Regions from separate parts of the Mus musculus genome. Here all the other regions are linked to region 2. The links are chromatin contacts, called in public HiChIP or PLAC-seq maps. All regions are on one chromosome and are shown on one strand. The core of a region is the stretch at or near the end of the contact, and the rest is flanking DNA. Distances in the headings are between cores, read along the strand shown. Region 1 has its middle 8.2 kb from the start of n-TKctt24. Region 2 overlaps Pak4 (p21 (RAC1) activated kinase 4). Region 3 overlaps Hnrnpl (heterogeneous nuclear ribonucleoprotein L).

Evidence for each region. HiChIP or PLAC-seq counts read pairs in DNA pulled down with a chosen protein or histone mark.
Region 1: an HNF4G HiChIP or PLAC-seq map of pancreatic cancer cells shows a contact between it and region 2. The contact joins two enhancer-like sites. A contact is called at or near these places in 3 of 115 datasets of contacts at active chromatin or transcription factors (embryonic stem cells, memory CD8 T cells and pancreatic cancer cells).
Region 3: a contact with region 2 is called in an HNF4G HiChIP or PLAC-seq map of pancreatic cancer cells. The contact joins two enhancer-like sites. A contact is called at or near these places in 1 of 115 datasets of contacts at active chromatin or transcription factors (pancreatic cancer cells) and 1 of 9 other capture datasets (liver).

Annotation. Positions count from the first base shown.
Region 1 is chr7:28,800,020-28,804,431 of GRCm38.p6, reverse strand. No RefSeq gene overlaps it. Among named protein-coding and RNA genes, the nearest start is that of n-TKctt24, 8.2 kb to the right of the region's middle. Within about 2 kb of position 1,946, at least 232 of the 459 cell types and tissues checked have an H3K27ac peak or open chromatin away from gene starts, as enhancers often do. A contact at or near this core is called in pancreatic cancer cells, where this site is marked.
Region 2 is chr7:28,567,817-28,572,305 of GRCm38.p6, reverse strand. It overlaps Pak4 (p21 (RAC1) activated kinase 4), which reads left to right. Exons shown (of 10, transcript NM_027470.3): 2 at 2,440-2,513; 3 at 4,008-4,272. The coding sequence starts at 4,069. Among named protein-coding and RNA genes, the nearest start is that of Mir7049, 9.1 kb to the right of the region's middle. Within about 2 kb of position 1,650, at least 82 of the 459 cell types and tissues checked have an H3K27ac peak or open chromatin away from gene starts, as enhancers often do. A contact at or near this core is called in liver and pancreatic cancer cells, where this site is marked.
Region 3 is chr7:28,820,108-28,824,363 of GRCm38.p6, reverse strand. It overlaps Hnrnpl (heterogeneous nuclear ribonucleoprotein L), which reads right to left. Exons shown (of 13, transcript NM_177301.5): 9 at 4,090-4,211; 10 at 3,618-3,819; 11 at 3,091-3,148; 12 at 2,877-2,972; 13 at 2,098-2,516. The coding sequence ends at 2,458. Among named protein-coding and RNA genes, the nearest start is that of Ech1, 3.1 kb to the left of the region's middle. Within about 2 kb of position 2,678, at least 147 of the 459 cell types and tissues checked have an H3K27ac peak or open chromatin away from gene starts, as enhancers often do. A contact at or near this core is called in liver and pancreatic cancer cells, where this site is marked.

The DNA of each region.
Region 1 (4,412 bases), core at 697-3,196, 230 kb before region 2:
CCTAGGACCCACAGCCATATGTAACGCCAGTCTCAAGGGATCGAACACTCTCTTCTGGCCGCTCTGGGCAGCAAGCACACAAATAGTACCCTGACATACATGCAGGCAAAGCACCCATCCATTCATTAAATATGCATATGTGTACGTATAGGAGTATGTGTGTTGTGTGGGAGGCGTGGAGGTCTTTGTGCTCAAAGATAAACACCGGGTTAAACAGGAATGTTAAATACACATTATCTCTTCAAAGACAGAGTTGTATAACCTGTTCTCAGCCCAGAAAGCTGGGAATAGAGAATAGCCTGGTGACTTTTGTGTTCTCTGTGTGGCCGAGACCACACTAGATCCTCCCCAGACCCTTATCTTGAGCTTGTCAATCTGTAGAACCCATTTTTATAGAAGGTAGCACATGTAATCTATTTATAGACCACATTGCTATGTACTTTACAAAGAGTTTCCCAAAAGTCGCTTCTTAAACTTTACCGTGCACGTGGAACTGAGTTAATTATTACCAGGAAATGTCTTGTCAAGTGGTGCTGTGCTTAAATAGGCCTAAAATAAATTACTTGGGGTCAGACTCTCAAAGTTTGAACCAATACTGGCTACTTACTTAGTTGTGTTAAAATGAACTACCTTTTTGTTCCCCTTGCATTGTTCTGCTGGCCATCTGCAAGTGCACACACACACACACACACACACACACACCCATCTTCCACCACCAAGCAAGTAATTCTGTCTCAGACACCAGCCAGTGTTCTTCTAACTGGATTCAGTCACGACACCACTCTGATACTGTGACTTGGGTATAGCGTCAGGACACGTAGCTTAAGGGCTCAGTCCCCACTGCTCCCCCACGTCTGTGGCTGTCAGTGACAAGCCACACACATTCTTCTGTGTTTCTGGAGGACAGCCCGTGTGATTCTTTCAATCTGCAATGTCCCTTGTTGGTTCCTGCCATGGAGCCCTCGTTCCCTGCCTGGTGGATGTCACTTGGGGAAGCTTTGGAAGCTGAGGCCTACCGGAGGGAAGTGGGTCATTAGGTCACTGGGGGCAGGGCAGTTAGACTTTGTTGCTGATGCCTGCCTGTCTTGCTCACTGGTCCATGATTTGAACAGACTCTGCTATCCACTTTCACCTTCTCTCATCTAGCCATGAAGGGATGGACCACTCTGAAATGCTGAGCCCAAATTGGTCTTTCTTTCTTTAAACTGTAACTGTTGGATATTTTGGCTACAGTGATACAAAAATAGGAGTACAGTGTAGAAACCAAGGGCCCCATCTGCTCTCTTTTCCTTTCTGTTGCTACCATGAAACACTGATAAAGCAACTCAGTGGAAAGAAAGGGCTTGGTTCACTTTCAGGAGCATAGTCCATGGTGAGGAAGGGCGGGGCAGGAACTCAAGCGGAAACAGTGGAAGAGTACTGCTAGCTGGCACGTTTGGGCTCACGCTGGGGAGTTTCCTTATAAGGCCCTGGACCACCAGCCTAAGGAATGTTGTCCCCACCCCACCCCACCCCCACCCCGCTCCACAGACAGGCCCACAGGCCGATTTGATGTGGGCAATTTCTCAGTTTCCACTACCTTCTTGGGTGATTCTGGGCTGTGTCAAATTGACAGGTAAAGCAACCCAATATACCACTTCCACCTTCTATGATTGTTAAATTTGCTAGGCAACTGATGGGGCTCAGGACAAACCATGCAGAAGGAATCCGGTAGCTTCCACACTCCGTAGTATATTTGGCTGTTTAGAGAGTGTGTGTGTGTTTTCCTCTAATAAGTGAATCTAGCACGAGGTAGGTACTTGCTAGGCAAGTAGACTACTGCTGAGCCACCTCCTGCAGGAAGCTCTACTGTTTGGAAGCTGTCTCCCAGCCCAGTCCTTTCTGAGGTTTTTATGACGTTTGCCCGGGCAGGATTGCTAACAGACTGGATGCGGAGACCCAGAAAACCCGGTTGGTTCAGATTTTCTCGGCCTCCCTCACAGCATTCCTTCCTCTGGGGCAAAGGGTTGGATGTGTGTACTGAGTCTTGTTCAGTTCCTGGACTTAGTCCAAACACTCAGGGGAATAAGAAAAAGACATTCTTTAAGAGTGCAAAAAGCAGCCACAAACAGACCTTTGTAACAAATGACATCGGATTCAGTCCTTAGCATGTCACATCTGTACTTCTCTTTAAGGTCCTGGCTCCAAGTTACACTCAGCAACTAAGTGGAGAAAAGAGCCTGCAAGTCTGATGATCTTAGACAACTGGGAGATTTACACAGCCAAAGTTATTGTCACAGTTACTTTGGAAGTATAACAGCATTGTTCGCTTTGAGTTCTCTCTTCCTGACAACAGAACTGGGACTTAATGGCTGACTAGAACTTAATTAATGGTGGCGGCTAGCCAGCGCCAGCCCCTCTGAACAAGCCAGGTAGAGGCATGTTCTCTGAGATGAGGATGGAGCCTAATTGGTGCCAATCTTAGGGAACAAATCTTAACAGAAATATATTCTCAGCAAGTCCAAACTGCAATTATGTTCAGAGTACAAAATTTTCCCTACAGTTCCTAACAAGCCTGGGTAGTTTGCTAAGTCATTTAGGGGCAGCACCAATTTAGCTTGTGCAGTGCAGTATTTCCTAAGCAAGTTGATTGGTGAATCCATCATAAAACATCAGTGTTTTACTCCGCTTCTCCTGTGTCATTGTGACCTACTACCCCAGGAAGTAGGTCAGGGTCATGATTCAGGAATTGTGGGTAAAAACTTACACATACACACACACACACAAACACACACACACGCACACATTCTTTTGTTTGTTTGTTTGAGTGAGTCATGGTTTTACTATGTAGCTCCAAAATGGCTTCTTGCCTCAATTCCTTTAGGTCTGGGATTGTACCACCACGTCTATTTATACTGTGGTGTCTGTCTGACTCTGGTATATGTGTGTGTGCACATGGATATGCTGTGCAGGTCAACACAGGTATATTCTTCAATACTTTCTTGACTTTTTTGTTTGTCTTGTCTTGTTTTGTTTTTGAGACAGGGTTTCAGTGTATCCCTGGCCGTCCTGGAACTCACCCTGTAGACCAGAGAGGTCTCAAATTCACAGAGATCGACTCTGCCTTCCAAGTGCTGGCTGGGATTAAAGGCGTGTACCACCGCCTCCTGGAAACATCATTTTATTTATATTTGTGTGTTTATGTTCACACGTCCAATGGCACAGATATGAAGGTCAGAGGACCAGGAGTTGATTCTGCCCTCTTCAAACTCAAGTTGTCTGTCCACCTTGGCAGCAGAACCTGTTACTTTTTTTCTCTTTTTGGCCAGCACCACATTTAATCAATTTATGTGTTTTTCTTGCATGTGTGTGCCTGGTGCCCTTGGAGGTCAGAAGAGGGTGTTGGGCCGGGCGTGGTGGCACACACCTTTAATCCCAGCACTTGGGAGGCAGAGGCAGGCGGATTTCTGAGTTCGAGGCCTACCTCTACCTCCCAAGTGCTGGGATTTTTTTGGTCTACAAAGTGAGTTCCAGGACAGCCAGGGCTACAGAGAAACCCTGTCTCAAAAGAAGAGTGTTGGATCCCCTGGAACTGGACTTATAGAAGGTTGTAAGCTGCCATGTGGGTGCTGGGAATAGAACCTGGGTCCTCTACAAAAACACGAGTGCTCTGAACCACTGCCCCATCTCTCTAGCTCCCCTTTTTTTTTTTTTTTTTTTTTTGGACAAGAGTCTCTTGCTGAATCTAGAAGTTGCTGCTTTGGCAAGACTGGCAGGCCAGTGAGTCAGTTATAGGTACCTGCTGCCACACCAAGGACCTGAACACAGGTCCTTGTATAGTAGGCACTTAGCCCAGTGGGCCATCTCCCAAATCTACTTTGGTTTTGAAGGTAGGGTCTTCCTACAAAGCCCAGGCTGACTTAGAACTAGAAGGAATCCTCCTGCCTCTGCTTTCTAAATGCTGTGGTACATGACAGGCATGCATGTTTAGAATTTTTAAGTTTTTGGTGTGGTGGTGGTTTGAATGAGAAATGTCCCTAGAGGCTCAGGTGTTTGGACACATGGCCCCTGGCTGGTGGCACTGCTTGGGGAGGTTACAGGCCCTTGAGGAGGCAGAGCCTTATGGGGAGAAGTTTATCACTAAGGAAAGGACTCAAGGCTTCTCAACCTGCCCCCTCCCTCCTGTTCTCTGTGCTTCCTGTGAGCGGCTGAAGATGTGATCTCTTCACATCTTCTTCTGAAGATGTGTACTCTTCCTGCCATGCCTCCCCTTCCACGGCGGAGTCTTCTAGAACCTTAAACCAAAATAAACCCTTTCCTTCCCCCGGTGGCTTCTGGTCACGGTGTCATCACAGCAACAAGCCACACATACAGATGTGGCCCACGTGATTCTTCTTTGGCTGCCTCCTCTTCTGCTACGTGCCGCGCATCCC
Region 2 (4,489 bases), core at 401-2,900:
AGGGAGCTGCTGGCCATACTGCTCCATCTGTATCTCTTCCGTGGGTACTCAGTCACCCCTTTACCTCCAGGGTCCAACAAGATTCCCCAACACTGGCCCAGAATAGCCCCTACTCTGAGGTCTCTGGAAGCCAAGGGGCTTGTGTTGGTGACTCTCCAGGGCCGCAGGCTCCTTCATAGTGAGCATGTCAGCTCTAGAACCCCATGGCGTACATTGGTGGGGGGACAGGGTTTCAGGCATCGTTTCTGGGACCAGCTTGTCTCACCAGAGATCCTGGGAGGAGGTCCAGGAAACCCATTTCTGGGGCAGGCTGGGGTAGGAGGTGAAGTCCAGCACAGGAGAGGAAAGATAAGGTGTGGGCCTGGCAGGTAGAAGCATCATGGGGGCCCAGACTAGCTGCACACAGTGCAAGCTAGTAAGAGGCCAGCCTGTTGTGTTCACCTTCCTGGGTCAAACCTTGGCAACCTCTGACTGGTTGGGTGCCTGGACAAAGGAGTCTGTTTCCACACCAGACAATTGGGATAAGGTGCCTCCATTGTAGGGCTGTGCGTATATCACAGGGCTGAGCATCATTGGCTGGATCTGCGCCAGAAGCAGGGGCCATAGGCCCTGGGAGAAGTGGCCTACTCTCATGTCTGCTCTGGCTTTGCCCATGACAAGTGAGAACCTTACTTAGGGCATGGGGCTCACAGTGGCTCTCCTGCTGGGTCAGGAACAAAGGGTGAGAGATACTGGGACAGTGCTTCTAAGAGAGGTGGCACACAGTAGGTGCACATTCCTGCTGGCTACTGTTCTCATGTAACTAGCATTGAGGATTTACTGCCTAAGCGTCAGTAAGAGTTGGCTCTGAGCCAGACCTTCAGTGCCTTGCTTGTTTTTCCTGTGACTCCTTATAAAAGCTGCTGGAAGCAGCTTCTGTCGTCACCCTCCCAACAAGAGGAAACTGAGGCATAAGAGTGGAGTCTTTCCCTAGGGTCACTCATTGAGCTTCCTGGCATGAGCTGTGGGCTGGGTCTTCACAGATATAGAAATCAGGGCATATAGTGCTAGCTAACTGTCAGCTGGGGGTTGAGGCTTGGGCTGCAGGGCTCTGAAATTCTGAGCTGGCCTGGGAGACCCATCCCAGCCACGAGATGCCTAAAAGGGCCTGGGTGGGGCCTACACCAGGTCATTATAAACACCAGTTCCTCTGTTTGTCCTTCCCTCCATATGCTGCCCAGAGGAAAGGGGTGGCCCAGGCAAATATCCGGAGGTGTGCCCTTCCGCCCCTTCTCCTGCAGGGTCACAAGTGGCTGCAGTATGCAAGGTGGCTTGGGGCTTATGGGTGGGGGTAGGGGTCTGTGTGGGGGAGCATGGAAAGGCACTGCTGAAAGCTCTCCCACCTTTTCCATTCTGAGCGCTTCCCTATGCTTAGTGAGTGGTCACATGCACTACCACCCCCTATACTGCCAAATCTGGGAGCTGCTTTGGGGCTCCCTCGGTGTGGGAGGTGGGAACTGAGAGTAGAGCCAAGAGTTCAGGGTGGATAGCAAGCTAGACACGGAGGACAGGGAGCCGCAGGTCGCAGCACAGGCTCCACGCTGTGCCAGGCAGCACAAGGTGTGGCACTGTTAGAGTTGTAGAGACAGGCGTAGCGCCAAGGAGGGCTGGGTAGCCCTGGTGCAGAGGTCGGGGTGCTGGGACAGGCTGGACAGGAAAGGCTGGGAGGAGGGCAGCATGTTGCAGTGCTGGTTCTGAGGCAGAGAAGGCTGGAAGCCAGAGGTGCCCATTCTGCCCTAGCTGTCCCAACCCTCAGCCACAACCCCTGGACTTGGATCAAGCAAAGAAACTAAACCAGCTGGGAAAGTCCTGTCCAGGCCCGGGGCTGGCCACCTGCTGGCCCCTTGGGACCAGTTGAGACAGGTTGGCTGCTGCGTCCCCACCTGCCTCTCTCTTGGCTTGGCTGCCAAACCGGTTTCCCTGGCTGGCTGCCCATTAATGTCCTTCTTGTAGGCTGAGCCAGTGACTCCCAAGAAAGAGAGCCATGCCTGGAGAAGAAGAGAGCTGCCCCCTGGACACTTGTCTGTAGCCACTTCCCCAGCAGAGTCTCACTGGGGCTGGGTGCTGGTTCTGTGTCTGCCCACCACCCTGCCAGGTACTGAAGAGCCAGGTGGGACAAAGATGAAAGTCCTCTGACACCCTTTGGTCCTTTGGGCCTTCACTCCTGAAGCCTCCTATAGGAAGCCTCCCTTAGCACACCTGCCATCCTTCCGTGGTTGGTAGCACTTTGTGGGCCCAGTCCCTACCAGTGTACACTGTCACTACCTAGGGACCGTCTGCCCCAGGTAGACCCTAGTGGGTCATAGGCTGTCTAGGTTGTTCTCGTGTCCGACTATCAGCCAGAGTAGAGTGGGTGTTAGTGATTGAATGACTGATAGATCTTTTCTTCCTGTCTTACAGATGAGTAACTCAAAGCCTCAGGAGGAGACGTCACCCACGCAAAGGTGCTTCTAGCCCAGCCAGCTTCAGACCAGGTCTGTCGGACTCCAGGCTCTTCCCACAGGGCCTGTCTCTCCAGCATAAGGGGCTGGTCCCAGGCAGGGAGGGGCTCAGTTGCTTCATCACCCAGGACTCAGGTAGTGAGAGGCAGAGGATTGTTGGGAGGCTGCCTAGTGTCCCTCATTGCTTGATCCTCTGTGGGGTGCCACCATCATCCTGTCCTTCAGCTAGGATGGACCCCAGGGCCTCCCGCCTACTCTGCAGTTCTCTGCTGCTGAGCTGCAGCCCCAGACCTTTTTATCATTTTATTTTGAGACAATTTCACCACGTTGATCAGAATAGCCTGAATCCACTCTATCTCGGCAGAGCTTTGAGCTTGCCATCCTCCTGCCTCCTGAGTAGCTGGGATTGCGGCTACTGAGCCTGTGCTCCTGGCTCATCTTTTGATTCTTTGTTGTTGTTGTTGTTGTTGTTGTAACTGTTGTTATTTATTTTTAATTTACTTTTTAAAAATGGTTATTAGTCTTTAAAGTTTATGTGTATGAGTGTTTTTGCCTGCATGTATGTCTGTGCACCACATGTGTTGCTAATGTCCTTGAAAGTCAGAGGGTGTCGTATCCCTTAGAAGTGGAGTTATGTCCAGTTGTGAGCTCCCATGTGGAAACTGACCCCAGGTCCCCTAGAAGAGCAGCCAGTGCTCTTACCTGCTGGGCTTTCTCTCCAGCTCCCCACTCCCTTTTTGAGATAGGCTCTAACTAGCCTAGAACTCACTTATGTAGACCAGACTGGCCTTGAACACACAGAAATCCACATGGCTCTGCCTTCGAGTATTGGGACTAAAGTGGTATGTCACCATGCCTGGCTCACCCTTGGGTTCCTGACTGGCCTTTCCTGGGTATTTATATAGTACCCAGCTGAAGACCCAGGCCCTAGAGACAGGAGAATGTCCCAGTGTGGAGAGGCATTCCATTTGTCTGTAGCCAATGGCTGGGGTGGCCAGACTAGAGGTGGGGACTGCTCACTGGTGCCCAGAGGTGGGACTAGGGAGACTATGGATGGGCGGGTGTAGGCACTGCTATCATTACTGGGGTTGGAGGGAGACAAGAGGCACTACACATAGGAATAGCAGCAGGTTCCCCGAAGGTGAGGGCATCTGAAGGTGAAGTGATGGCCAGCAGGCTGTGTTAAACACAGGAAGGGGAACTGGAGGAGGGGAGGGAGGGAGCTCCTGGGATGATAGGCAAGGGGAACTGCCTGTGCAAAGGCCCTGCAGTATGAAAGCTGCTGTGAAGGTGATGGGCCACAAGGAGCTGTGGCTCTGAAGAGAGGACAGCTGGGCTGACCCTCTAGTTGCTCAAGAGGAACCCACAAAAATAGCTGCTCAGAGGGCCCAGGAAGAGTCTGCTGCCCCCTGCTGGTATATGAGATATCTGCTGAACCAGCCAGGGCAGAAGCAAAGAATTGGAGAAGGTTTGAGTGACAGATGACCTGCCACTGATCCCACCTCCCTTGGTGCTTCCTTCCTACAGGTGCCTGTAAGAACTCAAGCCACCCCACTGTTCACAAACTCTGTGCTAAGGCCCTGGAACCATGTTTGGAAAGAAGAAGAAGCGGGTGGAGATCTCAGCCCCATCCAACTTCGAGCACCGTGTACACACAGGCTTTGATCAGCATGAGCAGAAGTTCACAGGGCTGCCCCGCCAGTGGCAGAGCCTGATTGAGGAATCAGCACGCAGACCCAAGCCCCTGATCGACCCTGCCTGCATCACGTCCATCCAGCCTGGAGCCCCCAAGGTAGCCATCACCACACCACTTTAGCCCACAGCCCATACTGCCAGAATGGCCCAGCCCTTCAATTGCTCCTGGCTTCTTTGCAGAACCTCCCACCTCTGTAGCCCAGTGGTCGGCCTTCCACCTGCCAGTACAATCCTGGAAGGTCAGCTTCTGACTTCCACTCCTGCCCCAACACCACAACACTACACATTCAACCTTGGTCTCCCAGTGCTTCATG
Region 3 (4,256 bases), core at 1,429-3,928, 250 kb before region 2:
GCCTCTTCTACATAGCAAGTTCCATTACTATAGAGACCCTGTCTAAATAAATATAATAATATGCTGTTTGTTTCTAGACAATTTCTGTGTAGCTCTGGCTATCATGGAACTCTGTGAACCAGGCTGGCCTCGAATTTATAGAGATCTGTCACCTTCTACCTCCCCAGTGCTGGTATTCAAGGCATGTGCTACCACTACCACCTGGCAAAGGCTATATTTTCAAAACAGACATACCAAAAAAAAAAAAAAAAAAAAGCCTGAGAAAGTATTACCCAAGAGCATAAAATACCGTCTAAGTGTGCTCCTTAGGGAGATGTTTGCCAAGAGGGTGAACAGATGTCTCTGGGCCAGTGGGACAGTAGGGGATGTCTGCTACCCAGACTTACAGCTGAGGTAGGCAGTCCCCACCCCACCCCACCCACACAAGGGACAGATGTAGCAACTACCAGGAGTAATGTTTTATCCTCCTTTTGTTGGAAAATCCTATGCAGATACTAAAATGTGAGCAGAAAGGACACCCTAGTTTCAGCTAAGAAATTAGGAAGTTGTTGCCTCTTATCAACAAAAAGAAACCCTGGAACAAATGGCTGTGGTGCTCTTGGCAAACCAAAGCACCTGCAGGCTCAGTCTACACCCCTGTGGCTCCACTCTGCTCACCCTGCCCCCTACCCTAAACTCAAGCTCCTGGGCGTCCCTTCCAGCTTCATTCCCATCTAACTCAGCCACTTTGGCCATGTTTGCTCTTTGCCCTCTCTCCTCTTGGTCCAACCCCTTTTGTGACTCCCTACTGGGCATGTTCAGTCTACTACCTTCTTTCCCTGCTCTGGACCCTTCCAGATGCCTCTGGCTGTACCCACTTCTATCTTCAAAACCTCAACCGTAGCTTGGAGTGGTCATGTCATCTCATTCAGTAATGTGCATCATTTAACTGGTATAAAAAAGTAATTGTGGATGATACACGTGGAGTGTTTATACATTTACAGGTCTAATTGCCAACAGAAAATGAACTGGATAGTAGATAAAACTCTTTGAATCTCCCCGATTGTTTTACAGCAAACTAGGGTGCAGTTAGTACTTTCCATGTGATACTGTGACTCCAGATGCTGAAACGCCAGTCTGGCTCTCCAGGACGTTGCCACCACTGTCACTAGTGTGGCCTGCTCCCACTCTCCAGGACATCAGTTTTTAACCTGTGTTCCTCCTAGGCCTTGTTTCTACTGAAGCCATCTCCGGAGGTTTCCATCTAAATCCCAGGACTATCCACCACGGACTTAACAGTTTGCATCCTTCAACCCCACTTGTAAACTCTGCCTCAGGATCAGTGAGTTAGCGAGACCCAGAAATGACTTTCAGGGCCAGTAAACCACAACGCACAATCATCTCTGTACACAGACCAAGGTCCAGTTGTCATGTCAGAACAGCATCAGAACTACCTTATTTTTAGACTTTTAACTTGAGTACTCTAATTTCCATGTGCCCCTGCATGGCAGAAGAGGGCATCAGATCCCATAACAGTGTTCACACACATACACATACATACACACACACACACACACACACACACACTCAGCAGGTCCCACCAAGCCACTTTTGAATCCTGTAGCTTGGCAACCATCTTGCCAGGCGGTGGTGTACCAAGCTGCAGAGATCAGCCTCAAGCTCTACTCCTACTCCAGAGAGCTAAGCACTTGGACTACAGGACAGCACAATTGTGCTCCAACTCCACTGTTTTCAAGACAAAAAGGTTTTCTCTGTGTATGCCTGGCTGTCCTGGACCTCAGCCCTGCCCATTTCTGCCTCAGTGCAGGGATTAAAGGTGTGCATCGCCACTGCCAGTCCAGAGTGTAACCGTATCCATGTACTCGCATGAGCTTGTGCATTTGATATGATACACGTAAGGCCAGGACTACCTGAAGAACAGGGTTAACTATCCCCACCTTTCAATCACTAGTAGAACCTGACCTAGCTTGGGCAGTGTCCTTCAAGAATGCACTGGTCTCTAATTCCTGCTCATTGCTCATCCTGCCCTTATTAAGGCTGGGCCCACCACTCTTTGGAATGCTAAGTGGGAGAGAGGAAAGCAGACAACCCACCCTTGGAGCCCCAGCAAATAGTTTTATTTTCCAAACAATTTTATTGAAATGTGCCAAGATACATGGGCAGCACAAATGTATGAACAGGAAAAAAAAAAAATCACACATACAGTCATTTTAAAAAGTGAAGGTTAATCTTGGGAGATACCAGTTCCCCTCCCCCCCTCCAGAGTTCCAGCATTTCTGTTGTGGTTAAGCCTCTACTGACCTAGCATTTAAAAGGAAAAAACTGCAAAAATAAATCAAAACAAAACCAAAAAGAAAAAAAAAAACAAGAAAAAAAAAAAAAAAACCAAACAAACCAACAGCATAAAGGAAAGGAACATTTTCCTGCTCGGATGGAGTCTTCCTTCCCAGCATCCAATTAGGAGGCGTGCTGTGCAGTGGAGAAGCACAACTTCAGAGTGTATGGGTACGGGCCATCTGGAAACAAGAGGACAGATGTCAGTCAGGCTGGAACCCTCTGGAGCTCCCGGACCAGTCATCTCAATCTGCACCCACACGCCCTCCTCTGCAGGTCAATTACCAGGATCTAACTCATCACCACCCACGGTAAGCTAGAGCAACTCCCAAGCTATCAGGTGGGTGGAACCCGGCAGCCTGGCTGGCCTCCCAGGAGGATGTCATCAGACTGCTCTCCTGGTGACCAAGTCCCATCTGCCTGTGTCTGCGACAAAGGCAATCTCTAGGGTCCTATCTTGAGGGTAGAAAGATGGCTCTGGCATGTAGCCAGACAAGCCATCAAGCCACTAGGGAGATTCTGCAGGACACACAGACACTCACTTGGGTTTTTCATCTGGTAATGGTTCAGGAAGCCCAAGGTCTCCAGGGCATCGCTCTTCGAGTCCCACTCCAGCAGCCCAGAGGAGCTCCGCTCGCCTGAATCAAACAGGAGACAGCAGAGGGGTTAGGCAGGGCCACACAAGGTTAGTCTCCTCCCAGCAACCACCACCCACAGCTGCAGTGGGGTCGGGGAGGGAAGTGGTGTCTGACTCACTTTTGCCTGAAAATACTTTGACAGAGGTTGGCCGCTTCACTCCCAGTTCATCGCAGATCTGGTGCAAGAGAGTAACGAGTAAGAGAATTCAGAAACCATATGGAAGACTTAAAGCAGACCAGACAACTGTGGTCTTGTGTGGACTGTACCCCACCAGCCTGGGACTCACAGAAACACCTCCATGAGGCAGCACAAGAAGAGAGACTGTTCCTCAAACCACAACTCTGGCCACCCACAGTATGACAGCAGATAGGTGTTGCTGAATTGCTGGCCAACACCCATGGGCCCCTCTTGCTGTCTCTGCCCAGGTTCCAAAGCATCACCTTTGTGGCAACCCCACAATCATGACTGCCTGGCCAAGATGTGAAAGCAGTGTGCAGAGCTCTACACCAGGACACACTCTATGCCTCTGCTCGCTCTAACCACAGCCAAGACGAGAAGAATCTGCCCCCTCCCTTTCTTTTGCTGTGTCCCAAATGAGCCCAACTGAAGCCAATGTCATGACAGATCGGTTTCACAACACCCACCTCAAAGAAGTTCTCCTCAGTCACCTCGAGGGGAGCATTGAAGAAGTGCAGTACATTGCTAGGGTGCTGGATGCGGTTCTTAGCTGCCTGCTCTGGAGTGGAGAACCGATTGTTCCTTGACTCGCTGAAGTCTTTATAGCTGCAGGATCCATCTTCTAGCCCGTATGACTGACCAGGCATAATGGCTGGTTGCTTGGAGACACTGAGAGGAAGAAAGGAAGTCTTTGTTCTATGCTGAATTGTCTGTCCTCTAGGGTCAGCCAGAGGCTCAGCTGGCCTCACGCCTATCTGATACTGCTGAGTGCTTTTAACACACACTGCTGCACTCAAGCTAACCTCCTTTCTCCCAAGGCTTCAGAGGAAGAGGAGCATGGCTCCTATCCCCACCCCCATTCCTGCCTATGTCAGCACCCTGATCTCAATCACAACTGAAATCACACCTCTGTCCATCTTTTCTGATGACAGTACCCACCAGACATTCATCTTCTGCCCAAACATGAAGTTGTTGTTGAGGTGAGTAATGGCTCGGTCCACAGCATAGCCATCAGCCATTTCCACCATGGCGGCCCCCGGCTTGCTTTTCATAAATTTCACCTTAGGGAGAAAGGTGCGATTTAGCACACATGTCTAGTTGCAGGT